Linked DNA regions of Bombyx mori: region 1 is linked to region 2. The links are chromatin contacts, called in public Hi-C maps. All regions are on one chromosome and are shown on one strand. Each heading gives the region's core, a stretch centred on a gene start, on an enhancer-like site or on the middle of the called end of the contact. The rest is flanking DNA. Distances are from core to core; before and after follow the strand shown.

Region 1 (5,800 bases), core at 2,492-4,991, 42 kb after region 2:
ACGTTAAAAACTCAACAATGATTCTAAAAAGAGCCACAGCTTAAATAAATAACGGTGAAACAGCGGGCTGGCCATTATATATGGGTATATTTAATTATTTTTATCGCCTATCCTGAAGGATATTTGTGGTCAATGTTCCAACGTTATCTCATCGTTTGAACTCCTGAAGAAACAAAAAGATTCGGATGAACGATACATCCGTTTCCACCAGATGTTTCTGCTGGGCTTATTAAAGAAGTCGGCAATGACCTACACTGCTGGGTCGATGTCCATCGCGGCCACTGGTTGTGAAACTGTCGGTGCGCAACAAGCTGCGTCCGTCCCATTTACCGAAAGACCGAAATATCACAGTTAAAGAGGTTAACTATTAAGCGAACTAACGAACGTCTTGTGAAGCTTACATTGTTTATATTCGCAATATGTTTTTTTATTGCTTAGATGAGTGGACGAGCTCACAGCCCACCTGGTGTTGAGTGGTTACTGGAGCCCATAGACGTCTAGAATGTAAATGCGCCACCCACCTTGAGATATAAGTTCTAAGGTCTCAAGTATAGTTACAACGGCTGCCCCACCCTTCAAACCGAAACGCATTACTACTTTACGGCAGAAATAGGCAGGGTGGTGGTACCCATCCGCACAGACTCACAATAGGTCCTACCACCAGTAAGATATATGTTTTGTAACCACAATATGCAATACACAATATCCAATAAACAATATGTTCTGTAACCACTTACTCGCCTTCAGGATCCTTTGACTGGCGATGGCTAGAGCTCTTAGGCAACTCAATGACCCTGGCCACCTTGAGATAAAGGATTAAAATGTAAATCTGTGGTGGCTTCGAGTGATTCCTCGATATGGTCATCTTCGACAACAATTACAGCACTAAGGGCCTGGCCACAGCTACTGGCGGTGCGTTTTGCGGTGCGTTGCGAGGCGCGGCGGGCGGTGTGACTTGCGGGGGTATGCCACAGCTAGACTAGTTGCGACGGCGGCGGCGTCAGAGGTGCACGTATTTAGAAAGCCCTATCAAATTTCCCTTTCAAAAGTGGCACGATATTACCTTGAAATAAGTGCGTTCTTAGCTGAAGATATTATTCAATTAAGAAGAGGCACCCAGTTAGAAAAAGAGAGGACTTGGCGAATTTCACCCTATTTATTAGGTATTCTATTAGGAATATTAGGAATATAAGAACTATCCCGATAAATAGATTATTAATAGATTCAACCTTCAAATCTCAATTTACCATACGTGTTAATTGTTGATAAAGCCTATTCTCTTAAAAATTATTTGATGCGCCCATATCCACCGGGTAGTTTAGATGCGGAACAAATAATTTTCGACAAAATATTATCCCGGGCAAGTGTCACAATTCAGTACGCGTTTGGTATTCTAACTAATAAATTTCGTATTTTTACGAAAAGTGTAAAGGCAAACAAAAAGCACGCGATATTGATTATAAAGGTTTCGTGCCTTAAAAGAAAGAGATGGAGACAGAGATGCAGATTTTCAGCAGTTTGTTTCCCAGTTTGGAGACTCCAATATTCACAATAGCGTACGCAGATCAAGACGGAAAATCGAGCAACGGTTCAAGCATCTAGAATACGAAATCAATTCAAATTTCAAATTTTATTTCAATAATCCTATCCAAGAGTATCTAGGAAACCATTAGTACCAGAAAATTGTTGTTTTATTTCGTCCCACATTTTTTTATAACATGCCTATATTTATGATGTGGATGTATTAACATCCATATTTCTGGTCTACTCAGTATTTCACTAATGAATTGTTCCACATCCATTATATTTTATTAGCTCAACGCGCGGTAAAAACAAAATGATTTGTTTCGGTCGCGCGATGCCTCAATGCGTCCACCGACACCGCCGCGCGCGCCGCTCTGAACTGTGGCCGCCTCCATATTGTCTAGTACATTTGTTTCACTCGCACATCGTGCAGCTCGTCACCGCCAGATGTCACGCGCCTCTCACCGCTCCTCGCAACGCACCGCAAAACGCACCGCCAGTAGCTGTGGCATACTTCATAGGTTGTCTACCATTTGTTTTCGCCGCTCCCGCTTGCCGCGCCTCACGACGCACCGCAATTCGCACCGCTCTCGGCTGTGGCCAAGGGGTAAGGCGGCGTGCTGAAGTATTGGCATGAGATTTTCGCAGCATCTCATTTTCATCTAGTTGACAAAACTGTGTTCGTGTAAACTCGGTCATCGTTCTCGTCGAACCCGTCGCTTGCGACGAAGGGCTCGGCAAGTAAATTGACCCACAGACACAGCCCACTAAATTTCTCGCCGGATCTTGTCAGTGGGTCGCGTTTCCAATCCGGTGGTAGATTCTGCGAAGCACGGCTCTTGCTAGTGTTCGTGTTAGTAATGTCGTCAGGTTTGAGCCCCGTAAGCTCATCTACTAGTTAAGGTTACGCTGATATAGCCTCTCAAGGCTCTCAGCTTAGGCAGGGAAATAATAAAAAAAAACGTGTAAATTTCTTCGTAAATTCTCACGTAGTTCTGTATTTTCAAATGATTCCTTCAAAATTAATAATGATATTTTTCTTGTAACTGGTTCTGTTCTTCCGTACCACTCCACGCAATCAAAGGCCTTTTTTCCCACTGGCTCTTTATCAGCGCACATTGCATTCGCACGTTGAAGACGTATGTTTGCGTGCAGATAAAACGTTATCAGTCAAGAGCCGATAGCCAAATTTAATTTTCTTGACGTATTTTGTTTCTTTAATATCAATCAATCACTATTAGCAGTCGTTGGTATCGGGATACCCACTTTATGGAATAATGTGTTTGCGACATTAATAAGCATGTCTCGAGGTAACAACCAGTGCGTGCAAAACTAGCTCTAATGTGTATTCACATAGCATATGTCCGAATACATTCAAAGACATAGCTAAACGCACGATGAATTTCCCATTCTCGATCCTGCGGACCGAATGGTAAACAGTCGCCGTCGCCCTAAACACGTCATTTCGTATCCTCCCGATCCACTAACGGTGCTTTTAGGTACCTCAAGCACCGGTCATCGTTCTCGTCGAACCCGTCGCTTGCGACGAAGAACTCTGCGAATAAATTAACCCACAGACACAGCCCACTGAATTTCTCGCCGGATCTTCTCAGTGGGTCACGTTTCCGATCAGGTGATAGATTTTTTTATTTATTGCCTAGATGTGTGGACGAGCTCCCAGCCTACTTGGTGTTAAGTGGTTACTGGAGCCCATAGACATCTACAACGTAAATGCGCCACCCACCTCGAGATATAAGTTCTAAGGTCTCAGTATAGTTACAACGGCTGCCCCACCCTTCAAACCGAAACGCATTACTGCTTCACGGCAGAAATAGGCGGGGCGGTGGTACCTACCCGTGCGGACTCACAAGAGGTCCTACCACCAGTCAGTCTGCGAAGAACTGCTCTTGCTAAGATTAGTGTTAGCAACGTCGTCACGTTTGAGTCCCGTGAACTCACCTACTTGCTAGGGTTATGCTGACATAGCCTCTTCAGGCTATCAGTATAGGTTGGAAAAAAAGAAAAATATAATTTCCAACAGAAAAATAGTAAATTGGTACTAGTTGTGCAAACCGCCTACAAACAGCCACGAGTTTACACTTTATTTACATTTTAATACAGAAATAAACAAACAAGACTCTCAATCAAGATACTGTCATTGTATCTTAACGGAGTCGTGTTGGGTGCACTGACCTGTTGTTAACGCGTCGCGACGCGCGTCCCGGAGAGGCGGAACGATGCGACGCGACGCGATGCGATGTCAAACCTTTCTTTTTCTGCGCGGAGTCCTTACAGCTTAACCAGGACGGGTAGGCGATGGTAGGCTTGTGGGTCGTTCCGACGTCAAAGCAAAATGTTTGTTGTTTTATTAAAAAGCTCAAAATTCAACCTAAAACTATTACGTTTATTCCCCATATTTACATATATTGTAGACATTAATTGCCGTTCTCAATGATTACAATACGGCTCTCTGAATTCCTGGATAAGAAATTATCATTAGATGTGGTAACTATCAGTAAAAATGTTTTACTAAGCCTTAACTAAGCGTAGTATTTCGGTGCTGAGTCCGCAAAGTTTTGATTACATCACTGATACCGTCACAGTTATATCTATGAAATTGACAATATTAATGGGTATTTTCAAATATAGAAATAATTTAATATATATTATTGACTAGCTTTTGCCCGCGACTCCGTCCGCGTAGATTATGTAGAATAGTTACTTTGGCATAACGCTAAATTTTACCCCCCCACTTCATTTACGTAGAAAGTGAAAATATTTTTGAATTATAGAATGTTAAGGTGCTATTGAAACCCCTTATTTTATAACATTCTTTATTGGTGCTCCATTTGTATTGGTCTTAGCGTGATGTTATAGCCTATAGCCTTCCTCAATAAATGGGCTATGTAACACTGAAAGAGTTTTTCAAATCGGACCAGTAGTTCCTGAGATTAGCGCGTTCAAACAAACAAACTCTTCAGCTTTATAATATTAGTATAGATTTACAAAAATTATATTCTATTTCATCATACATTAACATTGGATCGCAATGAACGTCACATAAAAATAGCATAGCTTCAAAAATTATAGCATCACTCCACACCCGCAGTTGCAATTACGCTCGATTTGCCACATGTTGAAAATTCACCCCAACGTCAACTGTTAAATGGTTCAAACCAATATGTGTTTGAATAATATAAGCACAACCCTAACGCGCGGTACGATCCTGCGATGTGATAAGTTGCTTGGAAAATATATTGTTATAGCTGACCCGGCAGACTTCGTAGTGCCTCAATCGATCGATAAATAAAATACCTAAACTTTTGTATAAAACAAACTTAAAACAAACAAAAGGAATACGTCCGACGTGGTTACACATCAAAGGAAAAACAAAATTGTTATTTTTATTCATATTCCGAGCATTTTCATATTTATTTATCTTTTAAACCTTCTCTGGACTTCCACGAATAATTCAAGACCAAAATTAGCCAAATCGGTCCACCCGTACTCGAGTTATAGCGAGACTAACGAACAACAATTCATTTTTATATATATAGATATTCTTCAGAAACTTCAAAACTGCTTAAGCTGCTCCCATTACCAAAATTACATTATTATTTGTAACTATCGTCAACGACCTATTTACCTTCACCCAGAGTTTTGTTGTGCCAAATATTTGTTTGTGTTTCTCAAGCACTAATAATACTGTGCTTTTTTCAATCAGGCTTGAATTGACAGCCCTAGAGAGTCCTAGTTTGGCCATGGTAATTGCTTTCCATTAATCACATTAAATAATTGCCTAATCTTTGTTGTTAAATACAATGCACTACGTACTTTACCTGGTCGATCTCTCTACCGCATTTTATGAAGACGAAGCGTACCTTGTTTAGAGCAATTCTAAACATGAAGTTTTTATTACTATTTTTTGAATTTTAAAATAGAATAATAATTTTGACAACACAGTCATTGTAAATAAATCAACAATTCAGGTCGTGTTGCACGTGTTGTAACTAATTAAAATAAAATAAAAATAATCTTCTCTCTAAATATATATAATTATTGAAGCGACCAGCACAAAATACAGTCCATGCTCTACACATACCTAACATCAGGCTATTTGCACATTATCACATACTCTCCCAACTCATCAAACCATCAACTGCCCCCATTTAAATTCCTCCATAACTTTTCAATCAAATTTAAAACTTCATCACGGTCGTCAGTATAAATTACATATCGTCTCTAGATGTACCCAAAAGCTCTCACTTGGAACTAT
Region 2 (5,930 bases), core at 3,383-5,882:
CAGACTAAGTACATACGTATTCCAAACGTGTTATTTGACTACAACTTCAATCTTTCGCTAACGATTTTTACTATTAATGAAATAAAAGCCAAGCTCCACCCCATAGATAGTGACGTCAGAGCTCACGCAGTCGTCTGTGAAGCTTTTAGAGCCGAAACATTTTAACCTGGGGCCATAATCGAGTTTGGCCTAAACGATATAAATCGTAAAACTTATTCGATTATTGAGATCGAAACTTCGTTTTAATAGTTGTTGATGTGCTTAGTGAGCCTGCGAAAGAATTAATGTGTTATTCTGTTTACTTATTGATTTTTACCTAGATGGGTGAACTAGCTCATGGCTAACCTGATGTAAAGTGGTTACAGAAGACCGTAGATGTCACATCGATGTGATCACCTTTCCCACAAACATACATTCCTGATCCTGCGGAAAGAATGAAAAGCAGTCGACGTCGCCCAAAACACGTCATTTCGGATCCTCCCGATCCACTAACGGTGCTTTTAGGTACTTCAAGCTCCGGTCACCGTTCTCGTCAAACCCGTCGCTTGCGACGAAGCGCTCGACGAGTAAATCAACTCTCAGACACAGCCCACTGAGTTTCTCGCCGGATCTTCTCAGTGGGTCGCGTTTCCGATCCGGTGGTAGATTCTGTGAAGCACGGCTCTTGCTAGGGTTCGTGTTGGAAGTTCGTCGTGAGAAAATGGACTCCATTAACCACTTAACAACAAGTGGTCTATGGTCGGGTGGTCTATACGGTTAAAAATCTTGTTATCATAGTACCTAAATAAATTAGAAAACTCGCAATCTTCAATTATAAGCTATCAGCGATTAACCTATTAACTCCCTGCTAATCTTTAAACCATAACAATGATAGTTTTGCGACAAAAATACCCATCATTCGGTTACCATTCCGTCTGGGCTCACAGCACTGCCCATTATCATCCAATGTAATAAATCCGTCCTCCAAACTATTACAACGGTTTTAGTACAAATTTAATTTGGCAAATTGTAAAATATAGTTGTACGGAGCGGTTAGCATCCCTCCAGCAATTCGTCTGGAGCCGTCATCTAGTTATGACGAAACTTCACCCTCGGGATGTTTTACGGCCTTATTTATGATTCGAGGGATTCCGAGGATATATTCACGCTCAATGCTCTTATTTGGGACGAGCAGAATTCACTTCAAGTGTAGTGATATTAAAATGAGCACTTCATCGGGGCGTAATGAATAAGACGCCCGATTTAATCGAGTAACGCGATTACACCTAAATTCAATAGGCAGGTTAATTACTGGCATTTTCCAGGTGTAACAGGCAATATGAAATTCCGACTCAGATTTGATCTTTGCCTTGTTGTTTGGCCTCTTGCAACCACCTTTATGGCCTCTTGCAACCACATTCCACCGTTCAAACAGTGAACTCATGCGCCGTGGTAGATAGAGTAATACTTAGATAAGAAAACAATTTTTGTTGAAAGTTTATTTTAAAGATAGGCAGCGGCTTGGCTCTGCCCCTGGCATTGCTGAAGTCCATGGGCGACGGTAACCACTCACCATCAGGTGGGCCGTATGCTCGTCTGACTACAAGGGCAATAAAAAAAATAAAAAAAAGATACAATTTCTGCCTATCCAGCACCTATTCGAGACAACGATTGCGAGCGACCTAAAGTCGAAGCCACGTTGCACTCCAGTGCAACGCTCTTTACATGTTTATTCCATAAACATGCCTGCCTATGAGATTTGAGCACTGAGCTCTATGGAATAGCTTTATGGAATAAACATGTAAAGAGCTCGCGAAATGCTGGGGGAAACATAAAAATATTATGTTGATATTATTTCTGCCAGCCCGCGTAACTCGAGCGCCACCCTCCGTTGACCTTAAGTGGTTGACAGTAATCCCCCTAAATAAATAAATCTCAAATATTTGCACCGATTCACTTGAATTGATTCACTTTAGCCGTAGGTACACACCGATCTATTAGCTAATTGAACGCTCTGTGCTCGCTCTCACTCCACTCCATCGATATCTCCGCTTCGAAACGGGATTAATGATAAGCAGAATTGGTCTTGCTTTTTGCACTATATAAGACTATCACAGACTAAGTCAGCAGGACTCAAGGTCAAGACAAAGCCTGTCCTAGTTTTATTGTATTTGATCTTGGCTATGTTTTGCTCATCACTACACGAGAGGCGTTAACTTTCAATGTGCATGTTTTTTTCCCTACCTAAGCTGATGGTCTTGAAAGACCATTTTAGCGTAACCTTAACTAGTAGGTGAGCGAATGGGGCTCAAACCTGATGTCGTTGCTAACACTAGCCCTAGAAAGAGCAGTGCTTCGCAGAATCTACCACCGGATCGGAAACGCGACCCACTGCAAAGATCCGGCGATGCACGGTTTTTTTACAATAAAATCATTTTTTCTTACACCATTTTTAATTCAAATTCATTAAAATTTATTTTCTATTTTTTAGTTGGATTTTCTATAAAAGCGTATTTTTTTGTTTTTTGAACTATTACTTATTTTTTAGTTCAACGTTAATTTTTTTTTTTTTTTTTTATATTGAATTGTCTTCGGTCCTTAATAAGTATACCAAATTTCGAGTTAATCGAACGAACGAATTGAAGGGGATCAAAATCATGTTCAAAGATTCCGTTACATACTAACATAGGTACTTAAGTCTGAAGCTAATAAAAGCGTATTAAAAAGTGGTGGTAAATGTGACTCAAACGTGAACACGTAACGTGTGGCGGGTAAGCCTGCGGTGAGTCGAGGCTGAGCTTGAATGCCGCGTGCGTGTCGCCTGTGGCGGGTAGCCATCATACAACGCAAGATAATTGACAGATGCCTGAATCTCGCTTACGACATTTTCAAGATAAGCTTGCATATATACAAGTTCCGAACAACAACATTCGGACCGTCGGTCTACCGAGCAATATCACCCGCTCGGTGGAAGATCTTCCTTTCGTTAAGTATTCCCAAATAACGTATAGTAAGAATGAAGAATGTGACGTGCTATATCCAAACGATCGGATTTGTGTAATTAATACTACCGTTAGGAGGCTTTGCGAGCCCGCACGGGTAGGATCATACCACCAATCTGCCTACTTTTTTTTTCTACCTAAGCTGATAACCTTCAGAGGCTATAACAGCGGAACCTTAACTAGTAGGTGAGCTCACGGGGCTCAAACCTGACGAAATTGCTAACACGAACCCTAGCAGGAACCGTGTTTCGCAGAATCTACCACTGGATCGGAAACGCGACCCACTGAGAAGATCCGGCGAGAAACTCAGTGGGCTGTGTCTGAAGGTCTGCCTACTACTGCCGCTCTGTAACCATGCGTTCCGGTTTCAAGGGTGAGGTAGCCGTTATAAAATTCAATCGGGTCATCAACCTCATTCCTCTAAGTGACCAGCGGTATTCCCGTAGTAATGTCCAGAGGCCGAGTCACGAGTATATATTAGATCTCCATTTCTATCAATAAAAAATCGTTTTCCCTCAGCTCAACAAGCCACGAACCCATGACAGATCCGTATTCAACTGCCAACAATTTCCATGATTAATCACATATATTTTTATATATCGATAGCGAACAATAAAACATTTCCTCCCTTGCATTGTCACTAATATCTTGGCTACATCGATGCGTATCGTGAAGGGTGATGCTGCATTCTGATTTCAAGAGATATCTTAATGTGTATCAGGATTTATTGATGTTTCCAATGTTACTGTACGACTGAATTCGACACATGTACTGTTACAGATTGTCTTATTATCATCGTATCGCTCACGGGTTACCAAAGGTCATACATACCACAATTCCAATGCCTAATGTTAAGCATAAGATATTTTATACTCTGATTTCTCAGCCCAGGTCCCGTTAAATGTAAGAATTCTAATACGGATCCTGACCGATACGGAATACTGTAAGGTAGATAGAAACATGCACTCGCATAGTCTCGCAACTGTCCAGTTTGCCGGTACTGGACAAGGGTCCACACTTTAAAGGTGCTGTGAGTTTTTGGATGTTTTTTTTTTATTGCTTAGATGGATGGACGACTCCACAGCCCGTCTGGTGTTGTGCTTACTGGAGCCCATAGACATCTACAATGTAAATGCGCCACCCACCTTAAGATATAAGTTCTAAGATCTCAATATAGTTCGAGTACTAGCTCGGTGAATCTAGAATAACTCCTCGACGTTACTAGAATAGCTAGGAAAACAGAAAAAAAATCGTAAAGTTGATGCAAATAAGTAAACCAAGTAGGAAAGGGAATACATTTAATATATTGTAAAATAGTGTTTACAATTCGTCAATAGATGTCTCTAAGAAAAAAAACTGCCAAAGGTGAAAGAAATATTAAGCAAAACAAATAATTATTGACATTAATTTTTAAAATTTTGTGAATATTAACTAATCACTAATTTTATCCCGTTTGAAATTCACACAACTATTCAAAATTTACAGTAATTTAATGCAACCTTCGGAAGTCATAACAAGTTGCTTTGGGTCATAATCCAAAACCACATTTAGCATCATTTGCAAACATACATCTCGTTACAAAATTAAATTTTATTAAATAATTCAATGAAATCACGGAAATATTAATGATTCATGAGTCAGACTCTGACGATGCGGTGCGTCCGATGAATCAGCTGTGACGAGACGTGAAAAAATCAATAACAGGCATTTAGTGTTACTTCTTAACCAAGTCTCTCTGACATACAACGTTACGTTACACCAATTTTAAAGTTATTTCAACTTCGTAAGAGTATAGCCATAAGATTTGGTGTTAAAATAGCATTTTAATCGAGTAAATTGGTGGAAATTGAATTGCCACTGCAGTGAAGGTGGCCGCAGGTATTCACTGACTGCTGTCTAAAAAGTCCAGCAGATGGCGCAGTAGTACTCGTGATGTTGTTACACACTGTAGGGGCGTATAAGTGCTTGAGTGAAATTTTTCGTGTTTTGTGGTAAATCAAGTGCTAAATACAAACTAGAAACGGTGAGTAGAGCTCAATAATAACACAACAAGCCGTTAAGAGTAGACGCGATGGCTCCAATGGGACAGGAAATGAAAAAGAAATGGGAAAATCTTACATCTGGGCGATCAGATGTATAACCCGGCTAAATGTAGGTCGCCTAATTAACGATGCAACCCACTGGTTCCGTATACCTCTAAATTTAGTTGGGTTGTATTCCCGCCATCTTGTGGCAGAGCTTACAGGATTTCGTAAAAATATATCGATCGGGAGCTTACAGTAACCTAATTTTGTAGTGATTCACGTCCTACATGATACATCCAGTTCGTAAACTAACCTAAAACAGTTTCTTGTCTAGACTTGATGTTTTTCTAGCTGCTTTAACATTTGTTGACATAGATCGATCCCAGATTTTCGCTGAAAAAAAACGTCTATTTATGTCTTACATCAATAAGGTTGCATAGCGCCTAGATTAGTTTTAGAAGGCTTAACCTAAGCTTTGTTATATCTACCTTTAATTGGTATATTGGTTCAACAATGCTAAATTATGTGGCCTTGTGAGAGGCGCCTACAACACTGCATGACATCAGAAATTTTAAATAGAATTTTGGAAAGAGTTTGTCGGTGTAAATGAAATACCTACCTAATTTATTGGTTGACAACGGACGTTACTTAATCAACATAAAATGTTAAAGACGAACTTAACCGCTTATCATTATTTGGTTTACGAAATCGACAAAGACGTGAACTAATTTAGTTGTCATTTATATCAAAAGAAAACACTGAGACTTTTAACAAAATTAGTAGCAGGTATTTATGTAAATTTCAAATCATCATTATCGATTGAGGAAACATTGTTAATGTCAATGGTCATTAATTTTTGAATTTATAGTTTTTTTAATGTATAAAAGAATTGTCAACACAAAAATTCTTCTTAAATTAAATCTTA

What was found. Hi-C and Micro-C count contacts between places; a contact is called where the count stands out from the background.
Region 1: a Hi-C map of midgut shows a contact between it and region 2, with 1.8 times the contacts expected there. The contact joins the enhancer-like site here to the promoter of LOC101737442 in region 2. A contact is called at or near these places in 3 of 7 Hi-C or Micro-C datasets (midgut and whole pupa).

The regions. Positions count from the first base shown.
Region 1 is chr2:8,002,965-8,008,764 of ASM3026992v2, forward strand. All of the region lies in intron 2 of LOC101737442 (talin-1), which reads left to right. Among protein-coding and RNA genes, the nearest start is that of LOC134200612, 39 kb to the left of the region's middle. Within about 2 kb of position 3,742, at least 6 of the 8 cell types and tissues checked have open chromatin away from gene starts, as enhancers often do.
Region 2 is chr2:7,960,452-7,966,381 of ASM3026992v2, forward strand. LOC101737442 (talin-1) reads left to right here and starts at 4,633. Exons shown (of 61, transcript XM_038016945.2): 1 at 4,633-5,004. LOC134200612 (a long non-coding RNA gene) reads right to left here. Exons shown (of 2, transcript XR_009975601.1): 1 at 5,494-5,930; 2 at 4,263-5,398.